Regions from separate parts of the Sus scrofa genome. Here region 1 is linked to region 2. Evidence: chromatin contacts called from public Hi-C data. All regions are on one chromosome and are shown on one strand. Each heading gives the region's core, a stretch centred on a gene start, on an enhancer-like site or on the middle of the called end of the contact. The rest is flanking DNA. Distances are from core to core; before and after follow the strand shown.

Region 1 (6,935 bases), core at 1,858-4,357, 47 kb after region 2:
AGTGGAATAAGCACAATGTTTAAAAGATTTAGCTCCTGTTTTTAATCCCTGTCATCTCTGTTGATAAACTCACTGGTACTCTGCAGAGACAAAGCTATTCTCGAATTTGCACTGCTTAAACACATGGGATCAGCAGATTCTTTGGTCTCTAAAGGGAACAGAAATAAAGTTCTTTAGTCTTCATTATTGAAACCAGTTAAGTTTATTTTGCAAGCAGCTGTTTCAGACAATCAACAAATATTTAGTGACTGCCTAGGATTTCTCCCATGGGAGCAAAAAAGAACTGTGAGATATAGTTGGACAGATAACATGATCAAGAATTATGAGTCTTTTAACTTTTTCTTATTCAAGATTGTTTTGAATTTCCATTTCAATTTTAGGATCAGCTTATTAATTACTGCAGAGAAACAAAATGGAATTTTTTATTTTATTTTATTTTTTTTAGGGCCTTATCCTCAGCATATGGAATTCCCCAGGCCAAGGGTAGAATCAGAGCTGCAGCTGCTGGCCAACACCACAGCCACAGCAAGACTAGCTCCGAGCCGCATTTGCTACCTATGCCACAGCTCATGGCAACACTGGATCCTTAACCCACTGAATGAGGCCGGGGATCAAACCTGCATCCTCATAGATACTAATTGGTTTCTTAACCTGCTAAGTCACAGTGGGAACTCCTTCTTGTGTTTTTGTTATGGAAGGGTGTTGAAATTTTATTTCATTTATTTATGTTTTGTGTAGCAGCTTGAATGTGGTATCTCAGTTCCCAGATCAGGGATTGAACCTGGGCCACAACAGTGAAAGCACAGAGGCCTAACTGTCTGACCCTCAGGGAACTCCCAGAAGGGTGTTGAATTGTGTCAAATGCCTTATCTGTTTCTGCTGAGATGATGGTGTGATTTTTGTCCTTTATTCTATTGGTATTAAATTAATTGATTTTCAGATGTTAAACCAACCTTATTTCCTGAGATAAATCACTGGTCATGGTGTATATTTCTATTTTATTCTATTTGCTAGGTGTTTTGTTGAGGATTTTTGCATCCATAGTCATAAGAGATATTGATATTACATTTTAAGGGGAATTTAGGGAGTTTCAAAATGTATGCAGCTGCTTCTGCCATTTTTGAGAATTCTCCATTGTGTGGTCAAAAAATTTATTATTAAGAAAGATTTGTGGGGGGGAGGAACCCACAAGGTATTGTTTAATCCAAGACCCCCTCTTTTTTTAATTCAATAAACATTAATTGAGTACTTATAGATCAATTTTCAAAAAGTAAATTTCTAACTATGGCCCTTTGAGCTCAAGATCTCACTAAAGTAGTTAAAACTTTTTTTGTATATAAAAGGTCTAACTTAGTCATATACAGCAGCTTGTTTGTTGGTGTAAGCCCCGATGATTTTATTTTATACAGCCTTAATTTAGTTCATTTTGTGGAACAAAATAATGCAGTTTTGGAAAAACCAATACCCCTAGCAAGATCTATTAGCACTTATGCTACAAATGTCAACTTCTATTTGTGTGGTTCTTTTTTTTTTTTTTTTTTTTTGTCTTTTTTGTTGTTGTTATTGTTGCTATTTCTTGGGCCGCTCCCGCGGCATATGGAGGTTCCCAGGCTAGGGGTTGAATCGGAGCTGTAGCCACCGGCCTACGCCAGAGCCACAGCAACGCGGGATCCGAGCCGCCTCTGCAACCTACACCACAGCTCATGGCAACGCCGGATCGTTAACCCAGTAAGCAAGGGCAGGGATCGAACCCGCAACCTCATGGTTCCTAGTCGGATTCGTTAACCACTGCGCCACGACGGGAACTCCCTTGTGTGGTTCTTTACTTCTGGTTGTTCCTGATTGCTAAACAAATTTTGTCAAAGAAAACAAGTTAAACAATAACTAGGGGAGTTCCCGTGGTGGCTCAGGGGTTAACGAATCTGACCAGGAACCATGAGGTTGCCCTTTGATCCCTGGCCTCACTCAGTGGGTTAAGGATCTGCGTGGCTGTGAGTTGTGGTATAGGTTGCAGATGCGGCTTGGATCCAGCATTGCTGTGGCTCTGGCATAGGCTGGCAGCTACAGCTCCAATTCAACCCCTAGCCTGGGAACCTCTGTATGCCGTGGGTGCAGCCCTAAAAAGACAAAAGACAAAACAAAACAAAACAAAAACCCAATAGCTAGGAAATAATAAGGCTCAAATCGAATTTATTCATCTCCTAAAAGAGCTCAGGGAAATCTCAGGTAAATAACAACCATTAATTTCAAGCAAATTCTATTAGGGAAAATTTTCTTTGTAAGGACTATTTAGCTCTGAAACAGGTTTTCTAAAATAATGTAGAGGAAATCCTAACTTTTTAGTTTAATTGTGTCTTAGGTGGAGACAATATATCTAGTATTGGATAATATAGCTTGATAAGCAATTTCACATTGGGAATACTGATTTAAAAAAGTGAAGGTTTCCAGGTGTTTGGGTTATTTCTAAAAATCTGTATGTTTCTACAGGTGGAGACACCTGTACCTCTAGATCCTGACAAAGTCCATCAGTATGTTTTCGTGCATACTTACTATTATCGGCCCCAAGCCTAAGTGGGTAATTTTTCCACGCTAGAGACTACGAAGAGCGGCTGTGCTTGCTTGTACTTGAAGAATTTATTTTATGGACATTTTAAAGGGCTTTTTACTTCCCCTACAGAAAAAACTATACTCGTTATATTTCCTCCACTCTCAGTCTTCCTTCTTTTAAAATAATACTTTTGTTGTTAGCTTTTTTGGGTGTCATTTGCTAAAGTAATACAGACTCAGTGTAGAAAATTGGGAAAATTCAGTAAAGCACAAATAACGTTCTGGTCCCATCAGAGAGCGCTATAAACACTTTTTTTTTTTTTGAATGGTAATAGATTGTGAATTGTTTTGTCAATTGCTTCTTTTCCCCTCTTCTACTTTTCTGCAGTAACAAAGATCCATGCTTGCTCCACAGGCTGTCGTAGCCTCTCTTATTGCCCCCTGCAGTCCCGGGCAGCTGGGTGCCGCCCTACCCACCGCCGACGGGGCGGGGGGAGGGGGGAGCTTGCTGAGCGGAGGCCCCTTTAAGAGGCGGTCCCCATGCGGATTGGCGGAGTTAGCACCCACGTGGCGGTCCTGGCAGTAGCGGCGTTGGCCGGCTCCCGCGGCGGCTTTGGGGTTCCCGGGGGTCCCCGGGAAGGGGTGCACATTGGCAGATGTGCATGAGGAGGTGCCTGGTCGGCCTCACGTTTTGTACCTGCTACCTGGCTTCTTACCTCACGAACAAGGTGAGGCGGGAGCGGTGCGGGGTGGTGATAATTGCCGGTGGGGGATGAGTCCCTAAATCGGACGTGGAACAGATGCTGCCTCCAGCTTTTTATCTGATTTGTTTCTAATGATGATGGAGAAGAAAACGACTGTGTACCATGCTCTTTTAGAAGTAGGATTATTGGGAGGTACTGTCCCCGTTTCTCGTCCTGTAGTGCATCCTTTACATCTCTTGGAAAACTGGTCATTTTGACCGGTGAATTGCCAGGAACTTATTTTTTGGATATGTGGGCTACTTTTTAGGGAAAGAAAAACAATTGGCTTCTGTTCCCCCGAGGAGGAGGAGGAGGAGGAGGAGTAGGAGAAGAAATCACACACATCCTACCTCCTCTTCTAAACAGCTCCTGCCCCAGAAACCGCAGGGCTCCAAAAGACTCTAAATAGAAAATATCAATCCATCTCCACTGTACATTACTGATTCCCAAACCTGTTTTTTCTAAGTCTCCATTTTAGGCACTTCCAGTATATTCAAGGGTTGTTTATGGAACTATTTAAAAAAATAAAATGTAAACTTTATTTAAAGTAAATGTCATAAAAACCCTTTTGATGAAGAGACAAAAAGACAGTGGTACTATTTTTTTGTTTTGTTAGGAGGGAGAAGCTGGCCTTGGATTTGGTACCATGCAATGAAATGTTGGACCCCTGTAAGCTAGGGTGGGCCATCACCCCTGTTCAGGATTTTGGGGTCACACCAAGCCAAAGTGGTGATAGGGGGCCTAGAACCACCTTCCCCCACTGTAAGGTCCTACTGCTCTCTCCCCACTCCCGCTTAAGGAAAAACAAAACAAAACCTTCTTGCTCTCTGGAAAAGAACTATTAGCAGGTAGCATTTTCTTAAACTTTTTTTCAAGGGCTGTACCTGCAGCCTATGGGAGTTCCCAGGCTAGGGGCTGAATCAGATCTGCAAAGAGTTGAGGAGATTGTGGAAAGAGAAAGGGGATGGGATCGAGGTGGTGGAGAGGAGATACAGGTCCAGGTAGGGGTGAGAGAGGTTGATAACAGGTCCCTGGGTAGGGACTTTGTACCTTTTAGATTATGCCATTGTTTCAACCAGGACAGGTTCACTTCCTTGTGGCAGCCAAGGCAGGTGAGGGTGGGCCAGGTGGAAGCCAGACGGAAAAGGAGCTGTGCCATGGGCACAGCATAGGTTCTCCTGCCTCTAGTCTCTGCCAAGTGAATTTTCTTTTAAGTTAGTTAAGTTTTTTTTGTTGTTGTTGTTGTTTGTTTGTTTGTTTTTGGGTGAGCCTGAGGCATACAGAAGTTCCTGGGCCAGGGATCGAATGCATGCCACAGCTGCTACCTGAGCCGCAGCAGTGACAACTGCTGGTTAAGCAGGTCCTTAACCTGTTGAGCCACCAGGGAACTCTGTGAAGAATTTTTTGTGTCTACAGTAGAGGATGTGCTCTTCCCGTTTTTAAAAGATTCTATGCTAGTTTCTTTATTTTCATATTTCTCTGTGTAGTTTTCTCCTCACGCTCTTTTCTATTTCTAGAAAGAAAATCGCTAAACAAAAAACACCTTGCACATTTATTTAAATTATTTAAAAGTATGGTTGATTTTTGTTTGAAGTTTGAACAGCAAGTAGTTTGGCTTTCCTGGCCCTTGAGGGCTGGCCTGTTCCTCCATCCTGTGAGAGGTTCCAGCAGTAACCAGGTCCAGAGCCCAGGCAGCTACCTCTCTGTCCCCTCACAGTGTTTAGCCCAGAGACAGAGTCCACGTCTTCTCTCCTTTCAAAGGCTCCCACCTTGTTCTTTCTTTTCCTTGAGAACTGCTCCCTGTTTTTCTACCACATAGCATTTTGCTCTGGGCAACGCTCTTCAGAGGCTTGAGGGGCTGCTGAAAGGAGAGATGGTTAGGACTTAGATTCCATTTATCAGAGATTTCTTTTCCCATGGTTTTGTTCACTATTCTTTAGCAAAGTGAGGTGAGAGCTTCAGCATTTTCTGTCTCCCTCAGTATCTAGGACAAAGCTCAGCACACAATAAATGAGCACTTGTTATTTCCATGATTGTTATGGTCGGTGCAGGACGTGGCCAGATGGCTCACTTAATCCTTTCTCTGTCTCCATTTTGCAAAGAAAATAGCAGGTAAAAGTGGAGAAGAACATATTGAATGATGTGAGTAAATAGACTTCAGAGAAGAATGAAAGTCCATTCCTAGTATATATAGACCTAGCAAATATAGACAGGCAGGGAGCCATAATTAGGGCATTTTGGAGCTCATGCAAGAGGAATTATGTGTTGACTAATCCATGAAGGAAAAAATAGAAATGTAAATTTCCCCAATACCAGTCTCTTGTGCTTTTTAGATCATGCCAAGAATCAGAAGAGTCCTTGTTTAAAAGCATTTAATGGTTCTTAGACTTTTAAAAAGTTCTTCGTGTTCAATTATAGAAAAAAATAGAAAAAGACACCCAAAAGGACAAAGTGATAATGTACTCTAAATTTGATTAAAAGGCGTCATAGGAATATAAGTTGGTCTTAGCTGAGTTGGCTTTTAAAAATCCTTAAGAAAACCCCAAAACTTAGGAGTTCCTATCGTGGCACACGGCAAACAAATTTGACTAGGAACCATAACGTTGTGGGTTCGATCCCTGGCCTCGCTCAGTGGGTTAAGGATCCAGCATTGCCGTGAGCTGTGGTGTGGGTTGCAGACTCAGCTCGGATCTGGCATTGCTGTGGCTGTGGTGTAGGCCAGCAGCAACAGCTCCCATTAGACCCCTAGCCTGGGAACTTCCATATGCCGCAGGTGTGGCCCTAAGAAGCGAAATAAATAAATAAATAATAAATACTAGAAAAATTAACAAAAAATCCTTTAAAAATCACACCAAAAATTGTTAGACACCTAAGCAGAATTAGGAAAAATTAAATCCTTAGAATGCAAAAACCAAACAAAGCCCTAAATATGGAAGGAAAACAAAGGAAAGAAAAACTAGGATGGAGCAGTTCTTGCTTGAAGAGAAACACAGAAGGAGATGGATTTTTAGGTAAAGTGGGCAGCAGATAAAGTGGGTACTCCAAGAAAACAGACTGTGTCCAGGGGTTCGTCTGTTTCATTTTTGTTTTTTTTCTGGAGCTGCTGTAGTCACAACATGGCACTCCTGGGGTCTGGGAAGATGTTGAATGGTCGAGTGTCCACAGCATCTGGCCCAGTTGCTCTGTGTCTCACTTTGCTCCGTCCCCAACTGAGAGGTGGTCAGGCTTCTGGTGACCCTGGGAAAAGCAGGTCCCCTCTCTTTAGTGTGAATTGGAAGGCTTTTCTTTTCTTTTTTTTTTTTTTTTTTTTTGGTTAACACCAGTGTATGATGTTTTGGGAGGAATAAAAGCCTTTTTGAAATTTCTGCTACTTATGTTTCTTTAGTAGGGATTTCTTTGATTATATATGGTCTATCAATTCTAATATGAAAATATCCATTAATCTGGTTTTTTTTTTTTTCAGTATGTCCTGTCTGTCTTGAAATTTACCTACCCTACATTATTCCAAGGGTGAGTATCTTTTATGCTCTTTATATTCATTTGTAGGAAGGTCCAACCAGCTTCATTAAATGTTCTTTAAAAATCTTTTTTTTTTTTTTTGGTCTTTTCTAGGGTCGCACCTGCAGCACATGCAGGTTCCCAGGC
Region 2 (6,161 bases), core at 2,805-5,304:
GCTCTGGCGTAGGCCGTCAGCAACAACTCCGATTAGACCTCTAGCCTGGGGACTTCCATATGCCGTGGGTATGGCCCTAAAAGGTCAAATGACAAAAAAATTTAAAGAAAGAAAGAAAAAGAAAATAATGGTTCCTCTAACACTGTATATTCTGTAGCACATTCTCTTCCAAATGTACCTCTAATGTCCATTTCTTCATACTATATTTACTTATCTGAATTTTTTTTATTAAAGTGTAGTTGATTTACAATGTTGGGTCAATTTCATTTCTTCACCCTATATTTAAAGCTATGTCTTACCACGGTCTTGGAGGTCCTCTGAACAGCCAATATCTTATTTTCTAAGGAAAACTTGATGCATTTCACTTCTCCTTTGTCCTCCATCCTTTAAGAAGAAAGAACAGGCTATGAGCTTACACTTCCTAACTGCATTCTAGCTTCTATCATTTTGCGAGGGAAAAAAAAAGCCAAGTTAAATATTCAGAAAGCAGCAAATCTTAGTCGAAAATTCAAACCATGTTTCTGAAGCTCTCAGTCAGACCTCTTTTCAAATAACAAAGTCCTTTTCAACAAGTGGCTGGAGAAATCGACAGAACTGCAAGCAACAAGTGATTGAAGAATTGAGACCTCACTTTCACCTGAGGCTCCTTTCAGATGTAAATAAATCTATACCCCCACAGGAACCTTCACAGGCTGCTGCTCTCTCTCCATCACCCTCACATCAGCGCTTTCTTTTTTTTTTCTTTTGAGATGCTAGCAGCTGTGAACTATTTGTTTATTTATTTTTGATTTAAGTACAGCAGCGCTTTTGAAAGAAGTATCTACTCTTTCCGGCCCAATAGCCAACAGGCTGCACTGCCCAGGACGGCTCCCCCTGGGTCTTACAAAGGCCTCAAACAGGTGTTCCTGGGGAACCCAAGGGATGGGTCACAGAGGAAACTCCTGGAGAAAAGGAGTTGTTCACTGTCTTGATTGTGGGGATGGTTTCATGGACACCCATGTCAAAACCCATCAATTGCATGTCAAACATATGCAGTTAATGATAATTAGAACATAATAAAGCTATTCAAAATAAACGTTTTTAAAAGAGGGTAAATTTAGCATCTCCCCCGAGTCCCTGCCCCGCTCAAGCCTTCCTGAGCCTCCCCAGTCTGGATCATCATGGCCTCAACTTTCCACACCCAAGCAACCACCGAGTCGATGCCCATCTACACTGCCTTCAGGCTGGTCTTCACCGCACCTGCTCAGACTACAGCAACCGTCTCTTAATAGTATCCTGACTCTGACAGATTCCCAACTAATCAAGCTTCAATGCTGCAACAGTGTGCTCTTCCCAAAGAGTGACCTCTGTGCCACGCCCCAACTTTATCCTCAGTAACAAGAGAAAGACTGAATTCCACAGCAGAATATAGACGTTTGAGTCCACCACTGCCAATGGCCACAGCACCACCCACCCCTTCCCTGCATGAAACCTAATCTTCAGTTAGGTTTGAACTTGGGGTCCCCACAACTCATGATGCCTGCCTGCCTCCTTTTCTCTCCATCTGGGAGCCTCCTCTCTCCTCTGCCCAGAATCCTCCCTTTCAAGTCTTGCTCAAAGCTTGAAAAAAGCCTCCTGGGTAGTGGTTCTCCCCAGGCCACCTGAGGATAAACGTCCATGTCTTCTGTGAGGTCACAATCTGAACAGATCGCGATTATAGCATCTACCACAGTAAACAGTATGTGTCCGCTTACCAGCCTCCCACACTAAGGGTATGAGTTTTCCAAAAGGGGGCCAGGCAATCTAAAGGCCTTCACATACCTGGCGCCTAGCACAGGGGCTGCGATCAGTGTTTGCCAAGAAGAAGCTGATTCTTTTTTTTTTTTTTTTTTTTGTCTTTTTTGCTATTTCTTGGGCCGCTGCCACAGCATATGGAGGTTCCCAGGCTAGGGGTCGAATCGGAGCTGTAGCCACCGGCCTACACCAGAGCCACAGCAACGCAGGATCCGAGCCGTGTCTGCAACCTACACCACAGCTCACGGCAATGCCGGATCGTTAACCCACTGAGCAAGGGCAGGGATCGAACCTGAAATCTCATGGTTCCTAGTCGGATTTGTTAACCACTGCGACACAACGGGAACTCCTGATTCATTTTCTACTTCAAAAACTGTTTCCTATTAACATGGGCCAAATTTAAAATGTTTTCGAAGTCACCACTGAATTGAGCGCCGACACTGTACTTTCTCCCCTTCTGTAATCACAAGGGTTAAGGTGACCAGATAGTTTATCACCCAAATTGAGATACTGCTGAAAGTGAAAGGGGCTGCTATTCATAATTACACTGGTTCAACTTGCATAAACTGGGGCATCCAGCCACCTTCAGCCTAGTGGAAGCTGAGATTTTAATATACATTATGACATGGGAAGCAATGACCCAGAAATCTTCTCTGCCTCCCAAACACTCTGGAAAGACCCTGGGCCAAAAGAGGAAATGCAGGCCCTCCTTTGTCAAGAAACCAGAAACAGACACATCAATGCCCTGCATGGTTAATTTCAAGTGCCAGGAAGTAGGTGCCTTACATTGGTGTAGCTGGATCCCAAAACAACAGGGAAGGACTCCATACGAAGTGCTAGGGCATGCCACCAAGACTGCCCTGCAGGTGTCTGCTTTCCTCTTCCTAAAGATAGCGGTGTGCCCCCCATCCCCATGCCCCCATCCGTTCCCACCCCACCCCCCACCCCTGCCGCCACACAGACTTAAGATCTCTTAGGGAAGACAAAGCACAACATTTAAAACCTTTTTTTGAAAGAGAAACAAAAATAAACACACCATCTTGTTCCCAGATAGAAATATCCTGAAAACGTCAATAGATACCTAAATGAGATGGGGTTTCTGTCATCTGGGCCTTTAACTACCACGCCAGTAGCTCCACCAGATCGAACAGCAAAAACCTGAGAGGGAAAAGCAGCAACGTTAATGGTTCGAACTTTGAAAGGCTCTAGACACACATACCTACCTGTAATGATGATTTCTGCTACACCCCAACCTTGGTTCAACTAAACTAACGCGCGGCACGTATCAATCGCAGATGTCTGGTGCCGGCATGAATTTTAAGAAATAGAGACCAAAAGAGGCTACCATTCCTGGGCAAGACCGGGTTGGTCCAGAGGCTGCAAGGTGGGTTTTTTTGTGTTTTGTTTCGTTTTGTCTAATTGTTATTTCCCCAACACAATTTTTTTTCTACTGTACAGCATGGTGACCCAGTTACACATACATGTACACATTCTATTGTCTCACATCATCATGTTCCATCACAAGTGACTAGACATCCGAGGAGGCTGCAAGTTTTAATCCGTCTCTGCAAAGGCGCCGCGGATGCACTTAGGCACACCCTGCTTATCCGCCACCCTACTCCCCCTACCTTTAAATTCCGGTAATAAAGAAAACCTGAGGATCTAAATCTTTGAAACGGAACGGATGGCAAAGAGACAACAAACGGCGCCGGGGAAAGATCCGCTTGCTAATAGATGACCACAGCGGCCGGGGGGGGGGGGGGCAGGGTCGGTGCGGCGGGGGGGTGTCCACCCGAGCTGTCACTTCGGGGGCGAAAGCCCCGGCCGCAGCGGAGCCTGGTCCCTCGGCCACCCCACAGGAAAGGCCTGATGAGGGTCCCGCGCCCGCACTGCAGGGGAGGCCCAAGGCCTGGTCGCCCGGCGCCCGGCCCCGACGCGCGGGACACCGGTGAGGTGACGGCAGGGCGCGCGGCGCTGCGCGGGGAACAAGGCGAGGGCCTGCCCAAACCTGCTTGTTGGCCTCATCGAAGAAGACGCAGTTGACCGGGTTCGCCTTCTCGAAGTGCACCGGCCGCTCGCACAGCTCCAGGTAGTAGTTCTCCTCGCCCATAGCGGGAGCCGCGGCAGCGGCGGGGGATCCAGAGGCTGCCGCCAGCGTGAAGCTGAGTGAGAGGTGCCGGGCGCTGGGAAACCGGCTGTGCAGCAGAGGCGAAGGGGACAGCGGGGGAGGTGGCGACCTCAAGGGCCTGGAGGCTTCTTCCTGGTGCCACGCCCCCAGCCTCTAGCACGTGATCATCGGCTCTACGCGCTTAAACTGGCGACGGCCGGCCCGCCCGCTGCGGTGGGGCCCACCAGCCGAGACCACGCCCCTTTCTGCTCGGGAGGCTCCTCCCCTTTCCGGGTGCGGATGGCTGCAGACTGCAGCGTAAACCCGGAAGCCCAGGTGCCTAGGGCGGTTTCCTGGGTTGCGGATCCCAGCCAAACTAACCCTGGAGTTAGCGAAGCTTGGCTCTTACTCTGTCTTGGGAAGTTTGCTTAGGGCCTGATGCTCGCGTGGGGCAGGGCTGCCCCGCACCCACACACCGGGTCTGGAGAAAACATCCTTTCTCTCGGGAGGGCTTCTTGAGCCTGCCTCTGGAAGCTTAGTAAGGGAGATGAGTGCTATGGTCGGCACCCAGATGCTGTGACCAGGCAACGGGAAAACCTGTTTTTTAGATTGCGGGTCAGAAAGCCATTTTTGATGGCTTTGACATTTAGTGGGGAGTAGGTGTGGAAGCTCCTCTCCAAGGGATAGAGACAGAGCTGGAAGGCAAGAAGGGAAGATCACGAATGACACCTAAGTGTCTATTCTCAACAACATGATGGATTTTTTTTTTTTTAAAGGGCTGCACCGGCAGCATATGGAAGTTCCCAGGCCAGGGGTCTAATCAGAGCTGCAGCTCCCAGCCTAGCCACAGCCACAGCAGCTTGGGGTTCCAGAAGGTCTTCGACCTACACCACAGCTCACCACAACACCCGGATCCTTAACCCACTGAGCAAGGCCAGGAATCAAACCCATATCCTCATGGATACTAGTCGGGTTACCGCTGAGCCACTACAAGAACTCCCACCTGATGGATTTTGTCACCATTAGGATATTGAAGCTTGGAGTTCCCGTTGTGGCTCAGCGGTAATGAACCCGACTAGGATGCATGAGGATGTGGGTTCAATCCCTGGCCTCGCTCAGTGGGTTAAGGATCCAGCATTGCCATGAGCTGTGGTGTAGATTCCAGACCTGGTGTTGCTGTGGCTGTGGTGTAGGCTGGCAGCTGTAGCTCCAATTCAGCCCCCAGCCTGGGAACTTCCATGTGCAGTGGTGCAGCCCTAAAAAGAAAAAAAAAAAAAAAAAAAAGATATGAGGCTTGAGAAGTTTGGCAGGGAATATCAGGAGTTGAGTTTTGGACATGTGAATCCAAGGAGAAATGACAGCTACACAACTAGGATATATAGGCCTAAAGCTCATCAGAAGAGTGACAGAACTGGAGATAGACATTAGGAGTTATTGGAATATACATGGTATTTGAAGCCATGGTATTGCAAAGGCTCTACTATGACAGGAGAATGAAACACACACACACACACACACACACACACACACAAAACCAACCTTTAGAGGCCAGGTCCAGGAATTGGTAAAGGAGAATGAGGAGAGCCTGCCAGGGAAGTAGACAGAAAACCAGGGAGGGATTTGTCTCTGGAGGAAGTTCAGTGCGCTTTGACAAAGTCTTCGAGAAGGGAGCTAAGGAGAGCACTGAAAAGTGGCCTCTGTTTTTACCCCAGGGGTGTTTCCAAAGGAACATCATTGCTGCAGGGGTGGGAGGTGGAAGTGAGAATGGGAAGTGAGAACAGGGTGATAGCCAGCGAAAAATCCATCGTAACTGTACTGGAGATTCTTGCCTCTGAGGGGAGAAGAGGGATGGAGGTAGTGGTGGCTCTGGGTGGAAGGATGTAGGGATGAGTTAGGTATTTTAAATGAAAGTAAGAGCAAGGCTGTTCCAACTCTACTTCGCGTAAGAACCATGCAAGTCTGGTGTGGTGGCCAGGAGTTTGCAGAACCCAGGGACCCTGAGGCAGAGTTGGAGGACCACGTCTATGAACAGTGGACCAAAGCATCTTGGCATGGAAGGAAATGGGATATGCAGAGAAGAGGAGTATCCAGACAAGAGGAGGTGGGGTGAGACCAAGAGTTAGGGGAGCTGGGGGGGTTACACGTGGAAGATGGAGGCATTCGTCTCCCTACAAAATAATAACAAAGGAAAGAAAAGAAAAACAAAACTTGCTCCTTTAAGGCCCTTACTAGCTGGCTGTGCCTGACCTGCCTCTGTCATCTATTAACCAGGATTACAGCA

The links. Hi-C and Micro-C count contacts between places; a contact is called where the count stands out from the background.
Region 1: a contact with region 2 is called in a Hi-C map of liver, with 12 times the contacts expected there. The contact joins the promoter of TMEM241 here to the promoter of C6H18orf8 in region 2. A contact is called at or near these places in 2 of 5 promoter capture datasets (fetal liver and liver), 16 of 47 Hi-C or Micro-C datasets (alveolar macrophages, blood, embryonic fibroblasts and 7 more) and 2 of 2 datasets of contacts at active chromatin or transcription factors (alveolar macrophages and skeletal muscle).

What each region holds. Positions count from the first base shown.
Region 1 is chr6:108,325,910-108,332,844 of Sscrofa11.1, reverse strand. TMEM241 (transmembrane protein 241) reads left to right here and starts at 3,107. Exons shown (of 16, transcript XR_002345438.1): 1 at 3,107-3,275; 2 at 6,754-6,800.
Region 2 is chr6:108,374,656-108,380,816 of Sscrofa11.1, reverse strand. C6H18orf8 reads right to left here and starts at 4,054. Exons shown (of 18, transcript XM_021096181.1): 1 at 3,782-4,054; 2 at 2,855-2,931; 3 at 300-384. The coding sequence starts at 3,883.